Linked DNA regions of Danio rerio: region 1 is linked to region 2. The links are chromatin contacts, called in public HiChIP or PLAC-seq maps. All regions are on one chromosome and are shown on one strand. The core of a region is the stretch at or near the end of the contact, and the rest is flanking DNA. Distances in the headings are between cores, read along the strand shown.

Region 1 (7,372 bases), core at 3,987-6,486, 96 kb after region 2:
AAAAAAAAAAAAAAAACGCTAGAATTTGTTTGCAACTCTTTCTTATACTTTAACATTTTTTATCTCGTTGGTCCCCCTGGACCTTCAGAGCCCCACGGATCCCTAGTTTTAGATCAGGGTTGTCCAATACTTCTCCAGGAAGAACAAGCTCTTTAACCAGCTTTAGCACACTTGCGAGGAGGTTTCTAGTGAGCCTAAGCACATTGATTAACTATTTCAGATGTGTTTTATTAAGGTTAGAGTTAACTGTGCAGACCCATGGTCCTTGAAGAACGTTTAGACTAGGGGTCACCAAACTTGTTTCTGGAGGGCCGGTGTTCTGCAGATTTTAGCTCCAACCCTAATCAAAAACACCTGAACAAGCTAATTAAGGTCTTACTAGGTATACTTGAAACACCCAGGCAGGTGTGTTGAGACAAGTTGGAGCTAAAACCTGCAGGGACACCGACCCTCCACGACTGTGATTGGTGACCCCTGCTTTAGACACTCCTGCGGTCAGTACTGATTTGCCCAATCTTGCTTGTGGAGAACCAGCAGTCTGCAGATTTTTATTTCATTTATTGCAGGACAGTTCCCCTTCAAAACCAGGGATGGCCAAGTTCGGTTATAATGAGGTACAGTCCTGAAGAGTTCCACTCCAACCTTAACCAACCTCCTAAATGGCAGACAGGTCAGATTTAATCAGAGTTGGATCAGAACCCTTCAGGGCTGTGGCTGTCCACTTTGACTACCCGATTCTAGAGGAAATGCCAATTCAAAGATGCCCAATCGTGCTCTTGAAAGAGGCATCGTCCTACAGATGTCAGCTCCAACATACTTGCCTGTAAATTTCTAGTGATCCTAAACATGTATTCCCTTTTCAAGCGTAGGAGCTAAAGTCTGCTAGAACAGAGGCTCTCCTGGAGATAGTTTAGATGCCCTTGTGTGAGTAAAATACATACCCTCTCTTTGGGCAGCCATAGCTGGAACTCTCACATCATCGTAAGATTGTCCATCAGTGATGATGATGAGAAACTTCCTGTTGGAGCTTGAGCGGGGTTTAAAGAGACTCCGCACAGCAAAGTTAATGGCATCTCCAGTGGCTGTTCCCCCGCTCATATACGGGATCTTCTGCAGGGCCCTTAGAGCATTATCTTTCAAGACGTGGTCATTGAAGTTGAACTCCATCCTTTGGTCATAGGTAAACTGGATGGCACCAATGCGAGATCCAATGTCGGAGATATCAAAGCTACGTGCGATGGAGACAAGGAGGTCCAGCACCAGCCGGAAGTTCCCGTCACCTACACTGCTGGAGCCATCGATCAGGAAGCCCAGATCCACTGAGTTGTAGCACGTCTTGCTGCAAAGCATCTGATCGATGGAGCAAAGCTTTTGAGCTAGTGGCTTTACAAACTTGTTGGTGCTGAACCAACTGGGCATGGTGAAGGTGAAGAACTCATTGTCCTTGCACACTGCCTGTAAGGTACATGACAGCATAAAAGGATTTCGGGAGAGTCAGAGGTTCACACTAATGATTTGTGGTGTGTTTTTTCAATGAGTTCAAATGTGAAACATCTCACCTTTCTCATGAAGTCTTGATCGCTCACCAGACTTGCCTCCTCAGGGGAAGGCTTGGCCACAGACACAAAGAAGATGTTAATGCCAGACTCTCTGGCTAAAATTGCTGCCTCCTCCACATTATCAGAAGGCCACCCATCAACAAACACCACAATGACCCGTGGGTAACCTCTCCGCACCCCAAAATCCGGACTGAAGAAGTTCCTCACGGTGTGCAGTATGGCCTTACCTGTGCAAAAACCAATAACTCAAGCCTGCCAAGATCTGCTCATAAGCATCAATAATCATTGAGTTGAAATAAAGCATAAGTTAAGTGTTAGAGATAAGTTTAATCTACGTCAGCATTATCTGTGGCATAGTGTTGATCAAATCATACTGACCTGCAAAGCAAGTCCACATCTCCTGCGATAGATAAGCAGTTGGGAAATGGATTGAGGATGTAAAAACTGTATTTCCAGTAATGTACTTACAATACAAGTCTGTCTGGAAGGGTTCAATATTATGGGTCTCAATGCACAAATGTTTAAAGTTTTGCTTGATACATTAACATGCCAAAATGTGCCAAAAATGAACTATTTTTATGAGTGAGTGAGTTATTTATTATTGCACTTGATTCCTAGACAATTTTTTGGAGCAAGCAACTTATTTGCTCAACCAATTTGTTTATAAATGTAAATTAATTAAGAATATATATGCATGTGTATACTTCATTTATTTGGATTTTATTTTAAGTGCATCACTATAAATTACATTTGTTCAGTTTACATCTTCTAAAGGGTGGCATGATTTACTTACAAAAATATTTCATGTGTTCAACCCATTCGTTCATATGAAATACGCAGTTCAGAAGAAGTTATTAAACCTGTATTGGTATTGCCCCCAATGTACGGGATTTCTTTGATGGCAAAGGTCACATCTTTGGCTGTCGTATAGTTTGTCAGGTAGAATTCAGTTCGAGGTGTTTCACTGGGAAGAAAGACATGGATTATAGGTGACTTCTTGATAAGTGCTCACTATGATAAATGACTTGTGTTTATGCACAGATCACCTGGTTTGCACCACTCCTACATGAGGACCTTGTGTCCCAACCTTCAGCATGGTTGCAAGTTTACTGACAAAGTTCTTCTGCAAGTTGAACCGCCGCTGTCCGATGTTGTAGCTGCTATCCAGCAACAAAGCCATATCAACTGGACAATCTGGAACAAGGTAATATTATATAATAACACACATGCCACGTCACGCTACTTACAATAAGTTTCTTAGAAAAGAAAATCAGCCAGTACAGACCTTTGTGTGCTGTTGCTGGAGGAGGCTTCTTCACTATTTTTTTCACTGGCTTCTTGGCTGCAAGACAGAAATAGGAATGCTTAGTTTAGCCCACACATGTCAAATATCTTCAGTTATATGAACATTTAGTACCTGCTCCAGATGCGACGGTGGCAGAACTGCTGGTTTGGCTGGACACTTCCAAAGGCAAGCTAATTGTTCCTGAGACAAAAGAACAAAGTTAGCGTGACAAATCTTTATATAGAGGTCTAAAGCTACATTTATTTACTATGATAATTTAAACAATTGTATACATCATATTATTTATATGAACGGTTTGGCTGAATTGAAAACAGATCATACTTTAAATTTGGAAGTCAATAACTGAAATGTAGGCTGATAAATCTACATCTTGAAATGACTTTTTCTCATCCTGATTATGCAAACAAAACACAAATCAATAAAACTGCAAATTAACATTTATCGGCTAATATCAATATCAGCTGATGATATATCTAATATCACTTTTCCTGAAGTTATTGTTTGCTGCAGTCTTTCTTTTCTTTTGTACATGTTATAATTTTAAAAGTATAAGATCATTGTGAACAACATATATAATGATTAGACAAATTATTATATTATATTGTGTGATTTTATATTATATTGGGTTATATTATATATATATTAGATTAGATTAGATTAGATTAGATTAGATTAGATTAGATTAGATTAGAGATTGTGCGCAAGTGTAATGAAAATATTTATGTTCAGCAAATCTTTGAATCTGTAAATAAATCTACACATCCAATTGGTATTAGTAATTGTCTCCACTCACGGGCCACAGTGAACGATGCGCTCCATTGCGACAGTGACTGCGACTGAACACCATGAGCGTAAGAGCTGAGGTAGTTTGTCCTCCCTTGCAGTCCGTGAACCTCCACTGGTCCACCAGACAGACCTATGATTCCTCTGGATGAAAGACAAACGTTTTCCTTGTTATTGGAGTCTAGCAAGTCTGCAACTGTATCGTTTAAAGTGAAAACTGTACCTGTGAATGGCTGCTCCGCATATGCTGGAAATAGAGGCATAAACTCCAGAACCAAACACTGAGAGGCTCCACAGAGAGCAGTTTGCTGGACAGAGCACCAGCAGATGTGTGTCTGACAGATCCACCGCACGAGTCCCACAGCTAATCGGCGTTGCCACTAAAACAGAATATCAAACTTAAAGCAAACATTTAAACAATAAATAGGTTTTTAAAAAGTCTCTTAAATACAGATAAAAATTCATTTGACTGGAAAATTTGTCATAAAGTGTGTTCTTTTTCTGATAAAAAATTTATTAATTAATTAGTAAAATAAATCCTTAATAATAAATAAAGTAAATTATATATTCAAAATATGTCTGTGCCACTGAAAACATAAATGAAATACTTTTTTCACTTAAATAGATTTTAAAAGGTTTTAAAAAACGAAGCAAACCTAATAAACATTTTGAACTTAATGTATTTTACATTTTACATACATAATTGTATTTTAAAAGATCTTTCAGCTACTTATGAATTATAAAAAATGGATGAATAAAACTATAAATTAAATTGTTATATAAAAAATGTCTCATAGCTATTGATCAGCCCAATTAAAAACAAGAAAGTCAGAGTTTACAAAAATGTGCTGCAACTTTATAGCGATATTTAATATGACAAGATATGCACTAAAGAGATTGTAAAAACTGACCGTTTAATTCAGATCCAGAAGTGCACCAGCTCAAAGAGAGAATACCTGTGAAAAAGAAAGAAACGCATTCATATGATAATTAAATTTGATGATAATTCAGTATTAGAAGTGTTTAGTATCAGTTGCTTCAATTAAAGAATCACCTACCTAAAACATGAAGGACAGCAAACCACAACGACATGGTTAATGAAGATTTCTGTAGAGACAAAAGAGCATTTTACCAGGCACCAGTGAACAAAAGCACCCCATTCTGCATTAAAAGCACTTTATACTCTTTTTTTTTTTTTAACAAAAAAACCCCTAAACTTTCTGAGGCTTTTAAATCTATCTTTATTCTTCCTTTTATCTAGGTGTGTAAAATGTATTTGGCTCGCACAAGTGAAATCAGATATGATACAGGAAAAATGTAATCTCCCCAGACACATCCATCATAAACAGCTCCTCTGGAAATGCATACTTCAGTTAATCCACTCACAGAGTGAGGGAAAAGGAGACAGAGGGACGAAAAGAGAGAAGAAGAGAAAAAAAACTATCTGGATATATAAAATGATCACTATTAAAAGGCACTAATCAGCCAAAAATCATCAACCTATGAAGATTTAATCCAACTTACAGATTTTGTGTAGGATGACGTTTCCTCAGCCTTAAAAGCTTATACACAAAAAATAAAGTAATTCCCTTATGGATGATATTCCAGAGGTGTCTGGATATTGAGGAAAGAGCTTGTCCTTTAAATAATGTCGCCGAAAAGCCCAATGATTCCCTGCTGACGTCACAAGAGGCGGCCCTTAGAGCCAAACCACCTGAAAAGGACATTGTTTTAAATTCTCCTGCTTTTCAGACCTTAAGATATGCAATGTTCTACATCCCTTACCGATATAATAACTGTTTAGTTAGTGTTGGTGAGTAGAGCAATAAATCATCTAAGATAATTAAACCACCCATCCATTCATTCAGCTTGTATTTATTTATTTATATGTTTTACATGATTAACCCAGAAAACACCTCTGAAAATGTCAATAAAAGTCACTTTTTAAACTGCTGAGTGACATTTTCAACATCAGAGTCCTATAATACAATGACAGGCATTTCAAAACTTTATCTTAAGGTTAATCAAGTGCATGTAAGCTTGATTCAGTGCTGTAAAATATGATATAAACACAAATCTTACCCAGAATGATTCAACTGATGGAAATAAAACCCACAGTCCATTGAGAAAACCTATACAAATCAATAGAGCCACAACATCAATGAGCTAGTATACTGCAATTATCCAGTATATGAAGAGTTCAGATGCAAAAACCTCAATAAGCCGTCTGAAATTTTCTCTTATAATGAACATTTTTCTAAGTCTTCTGGGTTTTTGTTCAGTTATTTCACTTTAAAGGCAACGAAAAGAAGTTATTCGTCACTATAAAAGTAAAATTGCTCAGCCTACACACAGAAGTTGTGTAGAGAAAAATGCTCATGTCAGAGGGAAATATCAAATCATTTTTTTATTTAGCTTTTGGATCTGAACTCTTCATATATCTAATTTACAATATGATTTCCTGTGGAAGAATGTCTACATTTTCATTTTTTATATAAATATATTAACCATTTTGATTAAAATATTGATTATTTAAATAACCATTTACACTTAAAATAACCTTTTGTGGACAAAAAGGTTCCATGGCTGTCAAAGGTTTTTGTAGAACCATCAACAGCAGAAAAATGACCATTTTCATTCATTTATTGATTTTCTTTTCGGCTTATTAATCTGGGTTGCCACAGCGGAATGAACCGCCAACTTTTCCAGCATACTTTTATGCAGCGAATTGCCCTGCAGCTGCAACCCATCACTGGGAAACACCAACACACTCTCATTCACACACATACACTACTGACAATTTAGCTTATCTAGTTCACCTACAGCGCTTCATTAGACTGTGGAGGAAACTGGAGCACACGGGGAAATCCATGCAAACACAGGGAGAACATGCAAACTCCACACAGAAATGCTATATGAGACTTGAACCAGCAACCTTGTTGTGAGGCGGCAGCGTTACCCTTTGTGTCACCCATTGTTTGTATCTAAAATAGAGTTTGTTCATTCATTCATCTTCTTTTCAGCTTAGTCCATTTATTAATTTGGGGTTGTCACTATGAACTGCCAACTTATCCAGCACGTGTTTTACAAAGCAGATACCCTTCCAGCCACAACCCAACACTGGGAAACACCCATACACTCTTGCATTCACACACATACACTACGGATAATTTAGCTTATTCAATTCCCTTATAACGCAAGTTTTTGGGTTGTTGGGGAAACCGGAGCACCCAGAGAAAACCCATGTGAACAGGGGAGAGCATGCAAACTCAGAAATGCACACAGAAATGCGAGATGACCCAGCCAGGGCTTGAACCAGGGACCTTCTTACTGTGAGGTAATCTTGCTACCCCCTGTGCCACTGTGACACCTGTAGACTGGCTTATTTCAGGGCAAATTTAAAAATAAAAAAAATATGGACAAACCTATTCACTGGGTTCAATTTTGAAACATTATTTTAAACAGCGCTTGCATTTTTTATGCACAATTTGTTACTCAACAGCAGAAGGCCAGCATTTTTAACACTTTCAAAACTCTTACCTCTATTTACTCTCCCTTTTGGTTTTAAAACTTGAGTTTATTCTGTTGAACACAAAAGAATATTTTGAAGAATGCCCAAGTAGGTTTTGAACAAGTGCAGGGTGAGTAAATTATGATAGCTTGTATTTTCTATTCCTTTAGCTGAAGCTTATGCTGGCAAAACATCCTTAATTAGTTTTTATCT
Region 2 (7,025 bases), core at 2,086-4,585:
GTGGGCTGGGCTGAATGTGAATGTTTGTACATACTTATGATTGTATTTTCTCTATATCAGCCAATAACTCCTAAATGATTTATAAAATGTGTTGAGTCCAAACGATGCCAGGAATTTCCATGTTGAACACTCAAACTCATTTCCAATGCCTGTATTAAAATGTAGCAGACAACATTTTTATGATGACAGGAAAACCTAGAGAGACAGAGCTTTCTGTCAGTTTTAAGGTCTCATCTTGTGATGTCATGTCCTGTTTTAGGCTCGTTTCTGTGCACTTGTTCTATGTTGTATTCATATTTCAGTTGAACCACACCGGTATTGGTTTGGTAGACACTGAGGCCTTTTTTTCCAGCAGTCAAGCTTTGCATGTTTGATGTGCACCAAGGTGCGGATGACAGCATTCACACTTTTTCAAATGAACCACATAAACAGAGAAATCACATTAGAGTTGTTTTAATTATCAAACCAAACATTCAGGTTGAACACTCCCTGAAAACCCTTAGAAATGTACACTGTAAAACTTTTGAGTTAACTAGACTCATTTCATTTGATAAAGTTGTCAAATGAAATGAGTTTCGTTAACTTTAAATTTACTGAAAGTTAATTCTACTAATTTGAAATGAGTTTTGAACTCTGTGTTGAAGGCAATACATTAATTAAATACCTCTCAATACCATTCAACTTAAATGCAGTAGTTTCACAATACTCGTACAGATTAGTTTTTAAACTCAAATGGTTTGTAGCAATCGGTTTGATTAAACGGTTTGTGTTGCCTAAACTTATTGGGTTTTACAGTACTCAGTTGGTTTGACTTCTCTTCATTTATCAGGGTTCACTTTGCTCAAAATGCTTCATTTACTCAAATGGAGACTCATTAGGATTAGTTTTTCAGCTTAAATGGTTTGTTACAACCAGTTTTCCTCAAGGGGTTTAAGTTACCTTAACTTTTTGGGTTTTACAGTGTATGTATCAAAACAGAACTTTGGGCTTTAATAGGTTTTAGTTAATAAACTACAAACAGAACCTTAACAATAACTTGATGTTATGAATATAAATTGTATGTTATTGGTCTAGTGGATTAATCGACTGGGAATGAACATATCTATTAGTTTGAAAATGGCATAATTACAGTAAACTTTCAGAGTTCTCTTTCCAAGAGAGAGTGTATCCCAGGGCTATGGCATCATAACTTGTTTTCTGAAGTCTAGCATATTGGATGCATTGTTTGCTTCACAATGGCCCAGTGTTACTGTTAAGGTTACAAAACCAGAAAGAGCAACTCAGGATATGTTCTCTCATAGATTAAAAAGTTAATTGGTGCAAGCATATGCTGCAATTGTATAATTTGATTACAATCTGGCGACTTTCATATTTAAAACTCATTTAGGGGGTGTTCACAATTAGCAAGTTTGCTTCAATTAAACTGCCCTGGTGTGAGTTTGCTGTTAATGCAGTTCATTTGAATAAGTGTAAATGCCATGGTGTGACAAAAAAAACCCACCTTCTTGTTCCCCTTCCAAATAAACTTGTTTGTTTCGGCTGAAATATGAACACACCAAATGCAAATTAGGCCTGTCACAATTATAAATATATCGATATGTCACACAGTACATGGACATGACCTCGATTATTTTTGGTGATGCAATATATATCATCCATACATAAAACATTTAAGCTGATAGTGCAACATCTCTGTCTCTATTGGATGTGTTAGTCTCAGTATGGTTAAAAAAACTATTTTATCCACTATGAATTACTACTTTTTTCATGTGGGTATCTGAGATCTGGTAGCAGATATCGCAATCTCTGTTACTTTTTACCTTGCACCTGTTTTTTTACATTTATTATTATTATGATTATTATTTATTTAGGATATAAGTTTTCACATTCTGATTCTAATGCCTCAATTTTAAATGGTTAAAATGACTTATTAAATGAAAATTCTTAAGAATAAAATATTGTGTGTTTTTTGGAATAGAGTACTTGCATCGTGATAATACTGTATTGTCATTCAGGCATTATATAATGAGTGGCATAAAATGGCCTTAAAATTACAATAATATAGTTTATCGCAATATATTTTGGTGCAATATTTCATAAAACAAAAATAGATATTGTGACAGGCCTAATGCCAATGAGCAATCAAACCAAAAATAGTACTTAACTTCAGAAGATGCGACTAAAAAGACCTAATAAAATACTCAAGCATACCTGTTTGTTTCTTGTGATTGTCATCATGATTCTCGTATTCCTAAAGCAGATCTTAATGTTTGTGTGTGAACAGGAATTCTTGATGTTTTTTTTTTGTCGTAGTAGTAGTTTATTTATATAGCACATTTTTACAACACAACATTGCCCAAAGTGCTGAACACTCTTTCACACATTTATAGGAACATCATCATGACTTGACTGATAAAAATAGTATGATGTGTAAACGGATGTTTGGATGTTCAGTAAGTTGTCAAAAACTACAAGAGCCATAAAAGGCTTTTTTTTTTGTATCTTTAGTTTCATTTAAAAATGCCAGCATAAACACTAATTACTCTAGGGCAGTTTTTTTTTCAAGATTTTCTTCTTTGCATCCTGTAAAAGTGTGGATCAGGCCCTAAACACTTGCTTTGACTGTCAAGTTCAACAGGACATTCTCCCCAAGTCAAGTTAGCCTCTTAATCTGTTGATAAGTGGATCTCTCTGTTAGCCTCTAAGAAGCTGGTGTATCCATCTGAAGCCTGTCTGCAGCCAGCCGGGCAGTAATGAAGGACAGACTTTTGCTACTTCACATAAATCTGCCATTCTTATGAATTTATCCCAATGCTTAGCTCAGCTTGTCTGCTTTAGAAAAGTGCTGCTCTTTAATGGTTTGTTTCTCAGAACAATAAAAGCCTAGTGATTCTCAGTTTTTGTTGCCTGCTGTGTGTCTGTGAAGAGCTGGGCTGTTTGGGCCACACACTGTGAGTCATTGATGAACTATTCATCATCATGCGAACTGTTTGTTGGCCAGGCTTGCTAATCAGCTAATCACACCGATTTCTTTCAGTGCTTTGATTACAGGCAACAGTTCATCATGTTTATAGTCTGATCTACTCCTATTAGTATACCTTTCAAGTGCATACATCTTCAAAGAGTCATCTACTCCACCCGGTTCATTATTACCCAAGAGTTATCATTCAATTACTCAAGAGCTGCGTTTTCAGCTCGGCACCAAAAGACACATCATCAAGGGGGAGAAGGTGAAGCTTAGAGCCCTGAGGCATCATTGCAGAGGGTTTTGAGTGATGTATCCCAGATGTCATTTCCACACTCATATTTTCTGTTGTTTTCTTACTAAGGTGAAGACTTGATGAGACTTCAAGAGGACCAGTGACTGCCCCTGTTCATTTTTCTCCTGCTGCTGGCAGGGTGACTGGGTGTCGGGTGGATTGGGAAGTGGGGCATCATGGCGGACGTGGACCCGGACACGTTGCTGGAATGGTTGCAGATGGGACAGGGCGATGAGCGGGATATGCAGCTCATCGCCTTGGAGCAGCTCTGCATGCTGTTGCTCATGTCAGACAATGTGGACCGCTGCTTCGAAACGTGAGTGTACTATTATGCTGTTACTGTGCCTGGTGGGTGGTGTATATTTTCCTATTTAAATGGGATCAGAGTAAATCTATAATTTGTGTGTTGTACCAAATGTAAATGTCATTATGATGGCTAATACCAGTAAATATAAGCAAACATTTATAAACAAAAAAAATGTACATGTAAATAGGGTTGTAACGGTATGAATTTTTCACGGTATGATAATCGTCTAAAACAATACCACGGTTTGACGGTTTCGCGGTATACGGTATGTTACAAATGTTACAAAATAATAGAACAGTGAAGCAAATTTGACTTTTTCCAAATAATATATTTTTAGTTACTTTAAACAACACCTACAATGAACAAATAAAAATAAGAAAATAATAAATAATGTGTCAAAGTCCAAATAAAGTCCAAATAAACATGGTGCAAATCCTCAGTAAAAAAATAGATATAAATATTTACTATACTATAAATAGTTACATAACGAAACTAGATTCAATATGGAACATCTTTAGGTTTTATGTGCCAGCATGGATATGGTTGTCTGTGGATATGGATTTGGATATGGTTGTCTGCAATGCAGACAAACAGCTGCACCTTCATTTGCGTCTTTTGAAAACAGCAAGAGCAGCAGTTCGTCTTTGCTGTGTCACTGTTTTGTCATGTTTCTGTGCTGCTGTGCATGCAAAAGTACTTAGTATGAGAATTATTTCATGAAAAACTTTTTTTTTTTGGCGTTTTATTTAGCCGCGCATAAATGTATGCCTTTCTCTCATTCAGTGTTGTTCAAAAAGCTCATGTTGGTCCACAAACAAAAGCGAAACCTATGCTTATTGGTTGTGATATAGCGAGTTTGAACCAATCTGGGCATGGAGGAGGGACAATGCATCAATGTATCATGTCTGATTTGTCCGGAGACACAGTGACGAGCGTTTCTTTGTCAAATCAGCGAATGTTATGTGATACAGCACTTTAAAGCTGAGATTCGCTTCTTTATGCCAATCTTTGAATTGTATGAATCAGATCAGCGGATCAAAAGTTATTAAACATTTAAGAGCAATACTTATTTTTAGCCGCGGGCGGCTGTCTCGGTCTTTAAGGGTTAAAACCGTTGATATGCAATTGTTCATGGTATGATAATCGTGCACGTTCAAATCGTGGTAAACCGTCATACCGGTATATTGTTACAACCCTACATGTAAAATACAAAATAAAAGTTTATCATGTTAAAAAGAGCAGAGCTCAAATTTACAACTGAGTGCGTTTAGTTGTTTTTGATATCTCTTCAATTTAATATTCTATATATGTTTATATGTCCAATACATGGAAATGTTTATGCGAACATGCACTTTAAAGGTACTGTATGTAAGTTTTTGATTGTTCTAAAGCATAAAAATACCAAAATATTAAGGCAGGGAAATACATTTTAAAAATCATACGGTATCTAATTATTAAAAAAAAATTCACAATTCATTCAGGAATATTAGAATTTTTATTTTTTTAACCATTTATTTTAATTTACTAAGGCAAATAGTTTTAACATAAGCAACATAAGCAAAAAATAAGCAAAAATATCTGTTCTCTTATAATAAAATAAACCTAAGTGCTAAAGAGACTCAAACTTAATAAATAAAACGTTACAAAATGTAAACACTGAACAATCAAAGCAAACTTTAAGGTTGATCAACATCTGAAAAGTGTCTATAATAATTACACAGTAGTTGCGTCAAACCGTGCACCTCTATTGGAAATAACCTTAAGTTTATTGGCATTTCTTTCAAGGCATGCGCTCAGCAGCCACATTTTAATAAAGTTAGTGTTTTATATCAAACTTTTTTTTTAATATCGTTATTGACAATGGTATATTGTCAATAAATATCGATTTTTTTTTATCAGCCCAGTCCTACATAGCATGTTTCTTAATTATCTGCAAACATATTAAGTGAACATTTTTGTTTATCTGAAAAACAAGGCTAGAGTTAGATATTCTGCTTTGAATTTCGTTTCAGAATGGCTGTCTTTATTTTAATCATTTAACCCGTCCAATGCCAGTTTTGCCTATTAAATTTTAGTACTCCGGGTTGTCTTTGTGGGAAAACGGGGCTCTGTGTATGTCTGTAACTGAAATATGACAGTAACAGCCTCTGAATTGAAATACAGATGCAGAATTTCACATAAGGTGGTTATTATTTAGCAAATATAAAATATAAATATTACGAACGTAAATATTAGGTAAGCAGGTTACATTGTAACCCCGTGTCCTAACAACATTATACGTGAGGAGATACGCAGTGATGAGCAAATTGGCTGTTTGCGCCAGACGACACGGGACGGAAATTTAAATACAGCCGTTCAGAAGCACAGAATAGTGCACTCACTGCACTCCAACAAAATGGCAAGGTTTATAATTGAATTAATACATATTAAATCTCTCTTTAGTATTATTAAATGTACATGCTGAATTACTGATATGTGTTGATATGAGTCACAGTTCTATTTCAAATGGTTTATTTTATTTTTAACAACTGAGGTAAACTATCTGCTCTTGCTTTCAGTAGAATAGTAATAAATGTTATGTAAAATGGCACACAAACATTTAACAGTGATTAAAGCATATTTAGGTGTACCTTAGGTGATAATTTTCATAGTTTTCTGTTCTTCAGCTGCAAGAAATGAAAGCCATTGCTAAAATATAAATTTAGGTGTTGGTTAGGACAAAAATGCCTTTTAATATGAAAAATATTCCTTCTATCACTTTTCGTTGCTTTTATTTAGAACACAACTTAAATCATCCTTTAGGCTCTAGTCGGACTCACTCCTGTTGGTGTCATCAATCTGGCAATCTGCGCTTGGGTGTGTTTTGAACCAGAAGTCCAATACCTAGTTCAACCACTGGATGTCAAACGTACATACTGTACCTTTAAAAATAACACTGCATTCTCTCAATGTGTATTAGGCATGAGATTTAAACTATCATGTCTAAATCTAAAGGTGTTTCTATTGTGGATAGAATCTCATTACCTGTTAATATATAAATGTTGTACCCATAATGTCACAGATATTGGCAAATGAATAATTGCATGTTTTTTTACTTCATTGAACAATAAAGAGAATCCATAAAACGTAAATATTAAATTATTTATTAGGGGAAAAATTCCCCCGTCCAAATTTATAAGTACACACATATCTGCCGTCATTATATTTACAAAGCAACATGCATTATTAAAGGGTTCATTCTAGATTGGAGCAGTATTTACCTGTCTTGGCTATTCTAAAATTACATTTGGTGGTTGATTATTTCTGAAACTGCATTGTCAGTCAAGACAAGAAAGCCACTAGAACTGTTAAAGAGAATCAAGACAAAGATGGAAGCACCTTTTGTGTGTGGGAGTATATTTTTTTATTATTGTTGATGACCAAGCTCGGTCACAAGGGGTTTGTTAAAGACTGTAGAT

What was found. HiChIP or PLAC-seq counts read pairs in DNA pulled down with a chosen protein or histone mark.
Region 1: an H3K4me3 HiChIP or PLAC-seq map of gastrula embryo shows a contact between it and region 2, with 2.9 times the contacts expected there. The contact joins the promoter of coch here to the promoter of hectd1 in region 2. A contact is called at or near these places in 2 of 4 datasets of contacts at active chromatin or transcription factors (embryo and gastrula embryo).

The regions. Positions count from the first base shown.
Region 1 is chr17:30,245,461-30,252,832 of GRCz12tu, forward strand. It overlaps coch (coagulation factor C homolog, cochlin (Limulus polyphemus)), which reads right to left and starts at 5,237. Exons shown (of 12, transcript NM_001003823.1): 1 at 5,173-5,237; 2 at 4,707-4,755; 3 at 4,560-4,604; 4 at 3,872-4,028; 5 at 3,659-3,792; 6 at 2,977-3,045; 7 at 2,845-2,901; 8 at 2,606-2,753; 9 at 2,420-2,523; 10 at 1,560-1,786; 11 at 942-1,455. The coding sequence starts at 4,740.
Region 2 is chr17:30,151,720-30,158,744 of GRCz12tu, forward strand. It overlaps hectd1 (HECT domain containing 1), which reads left to right and starts at 3,336. Exons shown (of 41, transcript NM_001002504.2): 1 at 3,336-3,576. The coding sequence starts at 3,437.